Linked DNA regions of Zea mays: region 1 is linked to region 2. A link is a contact called in public Hi-C data. All regions are on one chromosome and are shown on one strand. Each heading gives the region's core, a stretch centred on a gene start, on an enhancer-like site or on the middle of the called end of the contact. The rest is flanking DNA. Distances are from core to core; before and after follow the strand shown. Region 1 holds the start of LOC100274387 (S-adenosyl-L-methionine-dependent methyltransferase superfamily protein). Region 2 holds the start of LOC103630705 (glutamate synthase 2 [NADH], chloroplastic).

Region 1 (5,441 bases), core at 1,524-4,023, 270 kb before region 2:
GAAAATACTAGATAAAACTAGTCTATTATGTACCTTTGATGAATTAGTAGTTGGAATAAAGAAGTTCCTGGTCAATAAAATGTCAATTTTAGTGGTACTGTGAAAAGCATTAAAATAACCATTACTTAATTAATAGTGTGTTACCTTTCCCTTAGAATAGACTTAGCACCAGAGTGTTTCAAATTAATCGAAGCAGAGACTAAGTTTACAGTCTTTTTTGCTGAATGTGTGCTTGTTTCAGATCTGAATAACACCAAAATGATTATTATTTTAAATGTTGATAGAATGCTAGTACCAAATGTAGTAATTCCAAAATCAGAATTCGACCTCTTATTGGCATTGAGAGATCTTGTTGCTTTTACTGCAATGTTATTAACTTGGGTTTTGTATGGCTTCTCCAGCACGGGACTTTGTTGTTGGATAGAAGACAATAACGATCTTGACAAATTCTTATTGTTCACTGAAAGCTTTACATTTGACTTTGAACAACCTTTTGTGATTAAGGATAAGTTGTACCGTTGTTCATTGACCACTTGGCTTGAGCGTGAAGCCAAGCTTAGAGTAGAGATTGCATCTTGGCATGAGACTTCATCCTACACTAAGAATGCATAGCATTAGATCGGCATAGTAACAAGAATGCATAGCATTAGATTGGCATAGTAGCAATAACAATGCATCAATTCCAATAGTATGGTAAGGTAAAATATAGAATGTTATAACAAATAATGCAACCTAACTTTAGAAATGTGTATTCTGTCAAACAAAAACAACAAAGAAGATATAGAATAGCGACAACAAAAAATGTATCTGTATACATTCTTTTTTAGCAGCTACATGGATATACTATCTTTTGAGTTTTAACAAAAGGCAATACAGAATATACTTATATGTTTTATTTTAAGAAATATGTTGTTGAGCAACATTGTTAAAACCACCTTCAACTTTATAGAGATTCTTTTATCAAAACCGACAAAAAATAACAATAAACATAAAATAATGTAAACATTTAATCTATGATATGTGAAGTCATTTATTTTTCTTAATATTTATCTTAAAAATCACCAAAAAGAAATACATAATACAAAATATTAAGACCAACTATCCTTACCAAACATGCTATTAATAAAGCACCACCTGTCTTGGATAAAGAGTCTTGCAAAATATGGGTTATTTTGCTTTTTCTATAGGGTATGAAGCTCTGGTGGCTGTTTAGAGCTTGCACAACATCCATCACGGCATATAAGGACTTCTTGGAATTTTGTTGAACAAATCTTTCACCATGGCTCTTTTGCTTATCATTGATATGGTCTAATAAAAATTAAAGAATAAAATTTTATTTAGTCATATAATGTAGAATATAAAATTGCAGTTCACGTATGCAAAGTACATACCTGCCAACTCAAGAAAATGCATTTTTGATACAGAGGATTCTTTGCCATTCTGATCAGATTTAGAAATAAAAATAATAAAACCATTGTGTCCTTTAGCTTTGGAAACTTTGGTGCGATTTTGGTGTTTGTCACTATCATAACACAAATTCTGAAACTCCTGAATTGAATTGATTTCAACCTGCGTTAATTGATTAATTTCAGTTTGTGTGATTGAGAAAATGAAAAGACAAGAACATGAATTCAGAAAAAAAAAAGTGTAAGAAAATAGGATACCATAGAGAGGCCCTTCAGATGAGTCCTTCCATCAGCATCCTCTCGCACAAGGACCTCGTTGTTCTTAGGATCCAAAAGATCAAAGACATGGCTGTCTTGAAGCACATGATAAGAGGAAACACTGACAGTTGCCCTAATAGGTTTGGCATAGTCAAATATTCGCTCCATGGCCATAGTGAGCAAGCCCGGTTGATGATCGGACCCCTGAATTGGAAATTTAATTGAGTGAGCTTGATTGAAGACATGCAGTTAAGATATGCAATTCTTACAATTAGCATGAATATAAATAAATGAAAGAAACATACTATAACAAGGTGGGTTTTGCTAGTGGAACCGCAAGTGACTACACATGCGTGGTTGTGGCCATCAGAGGAGAAGATTTTATCCACAAGCTGTTTAACCTCGTTGTGAAAAATGTCTGTGTACGAATCGTCGTTGAGATAGCACCAATCGAGTTTGTGCTCGCGATGTTTGCGGTGGGTCATACTTCAGCAACCCAAAGCCAAAATAAGTCAGATTAGTTGATGAGATCGGCCGGATCTTAAATAAGCTAGAGGAAAAGCAACCAGACTCACTTAGAAAGAGCAGACTCCTTGATTATGGGGACGAATGAGACGGAAGCGGAGGAGGAGTTAGCCGGATCGGGAACACGGGCGGAGACCTGCATGGATCCAGTGGGGTCTCCGCCCGGGCAAATCTTCGCCACTACTCTGACGGGAGCGGTCCTGATCCACGGAGAGTGATAAGGGAGGCTCGGAGCAGCGGTGCAGGCTGCTTCTTCCATCGTACCTTTTATCGGGTGTAGGGGATGACTGGATGACGACGAGGGACGGAGGGCGTCGGGGGCCGCGGGAAGGGAAGAGGAGGGAGGTGACGACGAGACGGTGCCGCTGAGGAGGAAGAGGAAATTGTTTCGTGTGGTAGCCGTTGCTCGTGAGGAGCGCCGAGCGCCTGACCTGCCCTCGTCCCCTTTTGAATTGCGTCCCAAACTCCCAATCGAGTGGGGCGCGGAGGAGCAGGATGGCATTGCGTTCGCACAAGGACAAGGACGGAGGAGGAGCCATTACCGCTGGGCCTTGGACAAACTAACGGCCGGCCCATATCGGCCCAACACTCACGTTTCTCCAGACACAGAGGGCAGAGCGCCGCCGCCGCCGCCGAGTCAAGGAACAAGGATGATGGGCAGTGGGATGGGCGCGTACGGCGGCGCGCTGCGACCGGTGGAGAGCGCGGCCGGGGAGACGATGCTGCTGTGGGGCCTGGGGCAGCCCGAGTCGCACCGCAACAACGCGCTGGTCCGCCAGGCGGCGCACGCCTTCGAGCTCGACGCCTGCGGGCGGCGCCTGTCCCTGCTGCAGTCCCCCTCCTCCATGGCCACCCCGGGGGTCACGGGGGCGGTCGTCTGGGACAGCGGCGTCGTGCTCGCCAAGTTCCTCGAGCACTCCGTCGACTCCCAGCGGCTGCTCCTCCGCGGCGCGCGCGCGGTGGACCTCGGGTCCGGGTGCGGCTTGGTGGGGTGCGTCGCCGCCCTGCTGGGCGCCCATGTGGTCCTCACCGACCTCGCCGACCGGCTCAAGCTGCTTAGGAAGAACGTCGCCCTCAATGTCGACGACCCCCACGTCCCGGGCTCCGCTCGGGTCACGGAGCTTGTGTGGGGCGACAATCCTCACCATGAATTGCTCGAGGAGCCACTGCCCGATTTCGGTCTGCTCGCGTTTGTCTTTTTTTTCTTCTTCTCCTTCTGTGTTTCTTGCATGGACATTCAACTCCTGTCTGCTTCTGATTCATCTTCATAGAATACGATTGATGTCATGATCCTTCAATTCTTTCAGTGCTTGGCTCCGACGTCATATACAACGAGGAAGCTGTGGACGATCTTCTGATCACTCTCAACCAACTCTCAGGGAAGCACACTACTATACTTCTAGCTGGGGAGCTTCGCAACGGTAAGGCTTCTCTTTTTGCGTCCTCTGTTTCCTTTTGGACTGACCAGACGCCATATAAATGTTTTGCATATGATTGTATAGATGCTGTGCTGGAGTGCTTCTTGGAGGCAGCCATGGAGGACTTCCTAATTGCGTGCATCGAGCAGGACCAATGGCACCCTGAATTCCGCAGCAACCGTGTAGCCTTGTTTATCTTGGTCAAGAAACCAGAGAAACCTAGCGCAGAGTAGTCGTCTGTTCCTCGCCTTGGTGTAGAACAAGGATAGGAGGCATCTGGGTTTTCCCTTTTTCCAATTCCAATTATGTTGTTGCGATAGCCAAGGTTTTAGCGCCGGCTTAAGCCATGGAAGTTTGATAGCTCATTGTATGGTTTGCTTGCAACCTATTCTGAAAGTTTGTACAAGAGTGAAAGAAAGGATTTTAGATAACCGATGTCTGAAACTGCAAATGATCTCAGTGGTGGCAACACCTAAAAGCTGATATGTGAGTTTGGACAAGGATGTGCACAGTGGTAGTACAAAGATAGTTTTGAAATGAATTTAAAGAGAAGTCCAGAAACTTATGACAGTACAGAAAGCTCAATAACGAATTGTATTCATTTTATTTGGTTTATGCTTAAACAGTAGTGAAATATGCAAGTATACAACTAGTAACTGTGGCTCTATGAGCTCTATTCCTGATAATATTAGCTGCGTGTAGTTTATGAAACCCATTTGAGTGAATTTTGCGTATCCGTCAGACTGGCAATTCTTGATATTACATACTAGTCTTTACACTTTACAATTTGCCTCTAATGATTTCTTGAAAGTTTATGGAGTCCCCAGTCAGGTAACCTGGCCATCAATTTCCTGATAAGTTATTGTCCAGCATTTCTATGCGAGTTCTCGCCAACAGTCTACATTCTACCGGAAAAAAATGCTCTTATTTGTGTCTGTCATCTTGTTGAAGCTGCCTGACGGATGAGCCTGAGGGACTCGGCGAAGTCGTCCAAAAGCTGATGAGAGTCTGGAAACTGAGCATCATCCACTGCGAGGACAAGCTTGATGGAGTTCGTATAGCTTTGGTAATGTATAGTCAGAGCCTACACACATTAAGATGAGATAATTAAAAATGAGAATCTGGAAGTTGTTCGAGTGTTCGATAGTAGTATTAATGACTAGCGAGCGTTACATGTGGATGCCCGTAGACAGAGGGAGCGATGTAGACGATTGGATGGCCGTAGAACTCCACCTTCTCAGCAGGTCCGACCATGCTTGAGAATGACATGGTCGTATTTGTGAACATACCATAGCAGAGAGCTGCTGCAGCCTGTACAAGTTTCACAGTTAGAGCCAAGCATTCCAGAGTAGTCAAGAGAGAGTTCAAACTGGTCCAAGGTGTTAATTTGCAAAAGATCAGATTCTTGTCATGTGACCTCTGGTTACAACAAAATGCCCAAAAAAAAACTTGCTGTCACTTGTAAGGGTGAAAAAATCACAGCGTTCAGACTCATGTGATCCTGCCAATTTACAGCAGTCCATGACAAGGCTATGCATTTTGATTTGTCCTTTTAGAGAGAATACATGCAGTTGTGACTTTTACTTACTCTTATATGGTTTCTACAAAATCTGGGTTTACCTCTGTCAAAAAAGTGAATTTTAGTTTGTTTCTTCGGATTTAAAGTTTAAACAATCCAAATGATCAGTTTGAACTTAAAATGGATTGCGTCGAACTGCCAAAACCTAACAATTCTACAAGCAAATCAAAACCAATAACCAAAGAAAACATGTTGATATCTGAGTAGATCATACCTTCATGCCAAATAGTTTGACTATTAGGTTCCCACTCCAGT
Region 2 (5,734 bases), core at 101-2,600:
TTACCAGAGCCATGTAACTTTTGAACCTTTGGTCACCTAAGTCTGCAAAGAAGTACCCTTTAAGTTGAGTTGGCTTCAGCTGACCCTTGTAAACAACAGTCCTGAAGAATAATAAAAACGGATTTCACAAATAGTTTCTTCGAAAAAGTGGAAGACTTGAAATAAAGTAACTTGAGAGGAGCTCAAATCACAAAAAAAATCAGCATCTATATGATACCCTTCTGTTCCTTGATCGTTTCAGATTTCACACGTTATATTTTCTTAAAAAAATGAATAGGGTGATAAAGTGGAACCTTGAAGATAGAGAGCACGTATAGAAATCATTTGGTCCTCCGTGCTCAAGACATAAAGCTTCACGGATGGACTTGATTGAGAGCCCACGTAGGATGTACAACTGCATATGCAATTTGCAGAAGGAAGTCAACAGACAATGTCTATCACACAGATTTCAAATTTTATAGCTCATCAAAATGACCTGTTGCTCAAAGTCAGCCTTGGAGTGCATGCTCTTAGACACAAACACTTGTTCGATCGTTGGTTCAGTTTCAAGCGCTGCTTTGCCCAAGTCCGAGTTGTCTGTTGGAACCCGACGCCACCCAAGCACTACATGTCCCAATGACTCGGCAATCTGCAGTCCAAATACATGCCGGACAAAAATGAACACGCTTTTGTCTCGACTAGATTTTGCCCTTTTCTTCTTCTTCTTTGTACTCTTTCACTAGACTAACCTCATGGAACACAAGCTTGGTCTTCTCACGTCGGTCATCATCGTGGGGCATGAAGAACATCCCTACGGCGTACTCACCTTGCGGTGGAAGCTCAAAGCCGGCGTCCTTGGTGACCTGACACGACACAAAACCAAGCACAAAGTGACCCCTCGGCCACAGAAAGTCCTTCTCCCTCGTTAACAACTTCAACTAAACATAAGCTTGCCTCTCTGAGAAAGGCATCCGGCAGTGCAACAAGGATGCCCGCACCATCGCCGGTGTTCTTGTCACAGCCACAGGCGCCACGGTGGGACATTCTCTCAAGCATCTCGACGGCGTCGACGATCTACAGTTCAGACACAGGCCACGTTAAGCGAACTCTGACATGTACAGGGGCTGGCACAAAGCACTGAGTTACTGAAAGCTTCAGCAAGGAAGAATAAGGAATGGAAGTATGAACTCCAAGCAGGCGCGCGCGTAGTCGCGGAAGCGCTCACGGTTTTGCGGCTGGGCTCGGCGGAGAGCTCGGCGATGAAGCCGACGCCGCAGGAATCGCGGTCCATGGACGGGTCGTAGAGCCCAGTGTCGCCCTGCGGTAGCTTCGACATGGACCTGACCCCCGCCGCGGCCGCCGCCACCACCGAGCCGCCGCCGTGGCGCCGCGCGGCGCGCTCGGCCCACGGCAATGCCCGCGGGCGCCGCTGGGCGGCGGGGAGCGGCGCGCCGCGGAGGAACCGCCCGCCCTGCGCCAGCGACACGCAGCGGCGGTGCTGCAGCAGCGCCCCGGCATGCGCCGCTCCAGCTGCCCTCACCGTCGTCCGGCCACGGGGCCTGCCCGGCGCGGGAGCCGCCCGGAGCTTGAGAGCCAGGCTCTGCGTCGCCGACATTGCCCGGCTTCGTAGGGAAGTAGAGAGAATGCCGCCTCCTCGCCGATGGTACTTATCTACGTGCAACCGCAAACGCAAACAGACAACGCATGAGATTCCAAGGACGTATCAGAAACAAATCTTTAAAAAATCACTGACAAAACCAATGATACCCTGCTGTGCTTGGCCTTTGGCTGTGATCGTGCTCCTCGCGCTCTTCGCCAGGAGACGTACGCTGCGAAACGTAGCGGGGGGTGACGGTGAAGGCCGGTGCTTGTCGTCTCGGCGGCCCTCCGCCTCTGCGCCGCTTCCCTGTCTCTTCTTCACCTCGCAGGATTTCACAGTACGCCGCTCTGTGCTCACTGCTCAGCGGCGCACGCAAGAATTTATACCCGTGCCGTGCGAGCTAAACCCCTGCGTGTTTTAAAGTAGTACTGCTCATTTCTTTTTATTTTTTTTACTATTTTTGTTTATCTCCCCCTCTACCTCGTCGCTCGTCTGATTCTTGTTGATTCCTTAGCTGGCAAAGGCAACTGCCAATTTGGCTGGCATCATTCGTTAATTAAGCTGTCAATACACTACGGTGACAAAGATTACAAATATAGACGTGTTTAAGATAGGTTATTAAGAGAAGTGAAAAATGATTACAAGAGCAACTCCAATAGATTAACAAAAAGATTAGCTAAATTTACTGATTTACCTACTCTTTAAAATAAATTTTAAAAACAATAGACTATTTCAACAGACTTTGTAGATTCAAAACTCTATACCGCGCGTGATGCACGCTATCAAAAAATTGAGAGAGAAAATTAAAGACAGATAGCTACTAAATTTAAAGAGTTAATATAGATATGTCTCTCCTTTAATAATATCTAAATTTATATTTACAAAACATCATGTCTAATCTTTTAGAGTTGCTCCTTTTACTTAGGGTATGTTTGGTTGGAAAGTCAACTAAAATAGAGCAGTTCCATTTAAGTTTTGAAAATAGAGTCATTTTATTCTGTGTTTGGCGAGAACAGAGTCGCTTCATTTTTTGTTGGTTGTAAAGTGAAATAGAGCGAAGTTGTTTCCGTTCTTTGTTTGGTTGGAGAGCCATATGAGTGTAGAGGAGAGAAGACAGATGGGAGCGCTCGCATCCGATCATTTTGTGTAGCGCGAGCATTCCAATTATTTATGGTAAATTTTTATACGAAGACTTTAGAAACCGTCTCACTCTTTTTTTGGAAACAAAAATCTAAAAAAGGAATGGTGTCGTTTCATTCCCCTACACTCCCCAAAAAACACATCCTTACTCCTTCCATTTTTATTCGCATGTATTTTTTGGCTTTGGCGTCGAGGCGTGTAACCTCGACGACAATGAATTTAAACTAAAAGAACATACTTATAAAAAAAAACTTTCTAAAAAGGCCAAAAAAACAAAAATAAAAAAGGGCCAGGTACACCGCCAATTGGTATTTGGTAACCAGCGTATAGGGATCGGCTACCACCGCCGTCGCATCCGGCGGCCGTGACAATGCGGGGAGCCACAACCGCGTCCGCCCGCTTGTAATCTTCTTCTCCCCGGCCGTTTCTTGTCGACCCACTCGGTTTGGGGCTCCCGTCGGCGCCCATCCTGGGCGGCGTCGCGATCCACGAACTACTAACATGTTTCGGCAAGATCTAGACTGGAGATAATCTAGCTTGTCGATTAATATCTGCAACCCGGACGTGTTGTACGGTCACCAGATCCACCGATGCGACCGATGATGCTTACGATGATGTTCTTTAATCATGTGTTCATCAATTTCCAGAGATATAGATCTGTCAATCTCTTAGAGACGTTTACTAGAATCGTTTGTCTCTAAAGATCGATTAATGGATGCAAACACCTTAAGATGCCTCTAAAAATAATTCCATCCAAAAGTTATCGATAACTTTTTAATATGAAATCGGGTAGATACAAACTTTATACCAAAACAATGAAGCTTTGTAGTTGAGAGTTTTTTTTTCTATTTTGAAATTGTTTAGAGTCCCAAAATATTATTTAAGGTTCATATATTTTGAAATTTGAAATTTTTAAACAACCTTGATGTTGTCATGGTATATACCAGAGTTATAGCGGCTATCCTGATCTATGTTTCTTTGATAAGTTTTTATTTAAATTTGTTTAGTGTCTCACATAATTATTTTCAATTTTCATATTCTGAGATTATTTTACTTTTTGAAAAATAAACAATCTTGGATGGAGACACGTTATATGCTAAAGTTATAGTGTTTTTCTGCTTGACAAGGTTTCATATTTTATATTTGAAACATTTTTTCGAGTTTATTTAGTAGTCGAAGTATTTAATACAAGGTTACGGAATATCTATAAAAAAGGTTAGAATCCTCTATATACTTACAAGTTATTGTTGCATTGTAGTTGTAACAAGGTGCTACGGTTTAATGAAGGGGCATATATAGGCCTTCTAGTGGATTTTAATGGTTCAATACTTAAATGATAAAAATAATTAAAGAACTAATGAGTTTCATGAGTACATAAATATTCCCTCCCTCTCAAAATATAGTTCTTTTTTATCCTTTTTTCACGTTCGAATAAATTATAATGAATATATACATATATACAAACTATGTTTATAGGTTACTTAACGAATGTGTATTTATTCTTAAACGAACTATTTTTACGACAGATGTAGTAGAATTTATTAGAAATGATTATATATAAAAAAAACTTCTAGAAGACTTAACAAGAAAGACGGAGAGTTGACAAAAGTGAAAGGGATCTGACGCGTTGGCATGCATGTTTATTTACCATGAAATGTAAGTTAAATGTAATCAAATGAGAGCAGAGAAACCTGAACTTTCAAGTACTAGTCTAATCTAAATTTTAATGATTAAAGTCGTTGTTACTAGTTAAGCTCGTTGGTCTTGACGTAGATCTACAGCTAGCTTCTGGTAGCTCAGACTGAATCAGTAGCTTGGTATGCTACGCAGAACAAGAATCAGCTAGCTTCTGGTACCAAGGGCTCTTCTTGCATTGAGGAGTCATCAGGAAACCAGGTCTGCATATCAATAGTATTTATCTCAGCCGCATGCTAAGTAAATTCTATCCTTAAAAGATCAGAAATCACACTTGCATGAGCAAACAAAGGAATAGGAAGGGCGGTGTCATCGGTGGCCATAGGAAGAGGCAGCTATGAATGTTTTTTTACCATAAACAATTTAATAATGCAATGTTGTCCGTGGTAACCTCCGACCGAGATTGTAGCCCTGACGAGTCAGAAGCTAAGCTAGGGTCCTCCGCCTACCACCGCACTAACGTACAAGTACTGAAATTCTAATATGACAATCCATGACAACCTGTCCTCTTGCTCGTCGATGGACGACAATGGATTGGAAGCATCTCAAAATCGCTTGCATGGTGCCGCGTCCCTCATCATCGTCAAATCCTAATCGTACGATCCGATCTGCTGATGCCGTCCTTATGTGTGTTTGTGACAAAACGACTAGTATCTTAATAGTTTAGGCGTTTTAGTGTTAACTTTTTTTATCCTGAAAAAGTGTAACATATCTATGACAATATATATATATATATATATATATATATATATATATATATATATATATATATATATATATATATATATATATGCAATATTATTATTGTCAATTAAACGCTAGACGCGCAGAAACAACGTACGCCATGGAGATTTTACCGGATGAAACAAACGTACGTCATGCTCCTAATATTTTTATTGTTTATTTCGTTATGCCCATTATTATGGCATCAGATGAAAGAAGATTTTCAAAGTTAAAGTTAAGAAAAAAAATACTAAGATATAAAATATTTTAAAAAAGATTAAACAATTTGTCTACTTTATTCATCGAAAAGATATAAGGCTCAGTTTGTTTCGTTAGAATTGAATTCCATTCTAATAATCATAATTTAGATATAGACTAATTAAGTTAATATATTTGTATATGTAGTATATTTATATATTATCCTAAATCATACGAGAGAGATAGTTATACACTACACTTATTGTCGGCGTTCCGAGACCGGAGGGTCCCTGAGCCGACGAGTGAATGTCGCCGCGTGCCCCAGCCCAGATGGGTCGAGCGCGAGGGCGAGCGCGAAGGGGGGAGAGCGAGGCGACCGGAGACCGGCATGAGAGAGGT

What was found. Hi-C and Micro-C count contacts between places; a contact is called where the count stands out from the background.
Region 1: a contact with region 2 is called in a Hi-C map of leaf, with 2.7 times the contacts expected there. The contact joins the promoter of LOC100274387 here to the promoter of LOC103630705 in region 2. A contact is called at or near these places in 6 of 25 Hi-C or Micro-C datasets (bundle sheath, ear, leaf and 1 more).

The regions. Positions count from the first base shown.
Region 1 is chr6:175,022,499-175,027,939 of Zm-B73-REFERENCE-NAM-5.0, reverse strand. It overlaps LOC100274387 (S-adenosyl-L-methionine-dependent methyltransferase superfamily protein), which reads left to right and starts at 2,773. Exons shown (of 3, transcript NM_001148747.1): 1 at 2,773-3,368; 2 at 3,497-3,610; 3 at 3,692-4,105. The coding sequence starts at 2,840. The coding sequence ends at 3,840. LOC100278444 reads right to left here and starts at 2,599. Exons shown (of 18, transcript NM_001352621.1): 1 at 2,240-2,599; 2 at 1,970-2,150; 3 at 1,665-1,868; 4 at 1,392-1,569; 5 at 1,109-1,308; 6 at 328-593; 7 at 145-243; 8 at 34-67. The coding sequence starts at 2,448. LOC100273076 reads right to left here. Exons shown (of 7, transcript NM_001352619.1): 5 at 5,401-5,441; 6 at 4,781-4,918; 7 at 4,326-4,691. The coding sequence ends at 4,545.
Region 2 is chr6:174,754,355-174,760,088 of Zm-B73-REFERENCE-NAM-5.0, reverse strand. LOC103630705 (glutamate synthase 2 [NADH], chloroplastic) reads right to left here and starts at 1,350. Exons shown (of 22, transcript XM_023300388.1): 1 at 1,205-1,350; 2 at 934-1,053; 3 at 729-842; 4 at 476-628; 5 at 294-394; 6 at 5-101. The coding sequence starts at 1,315.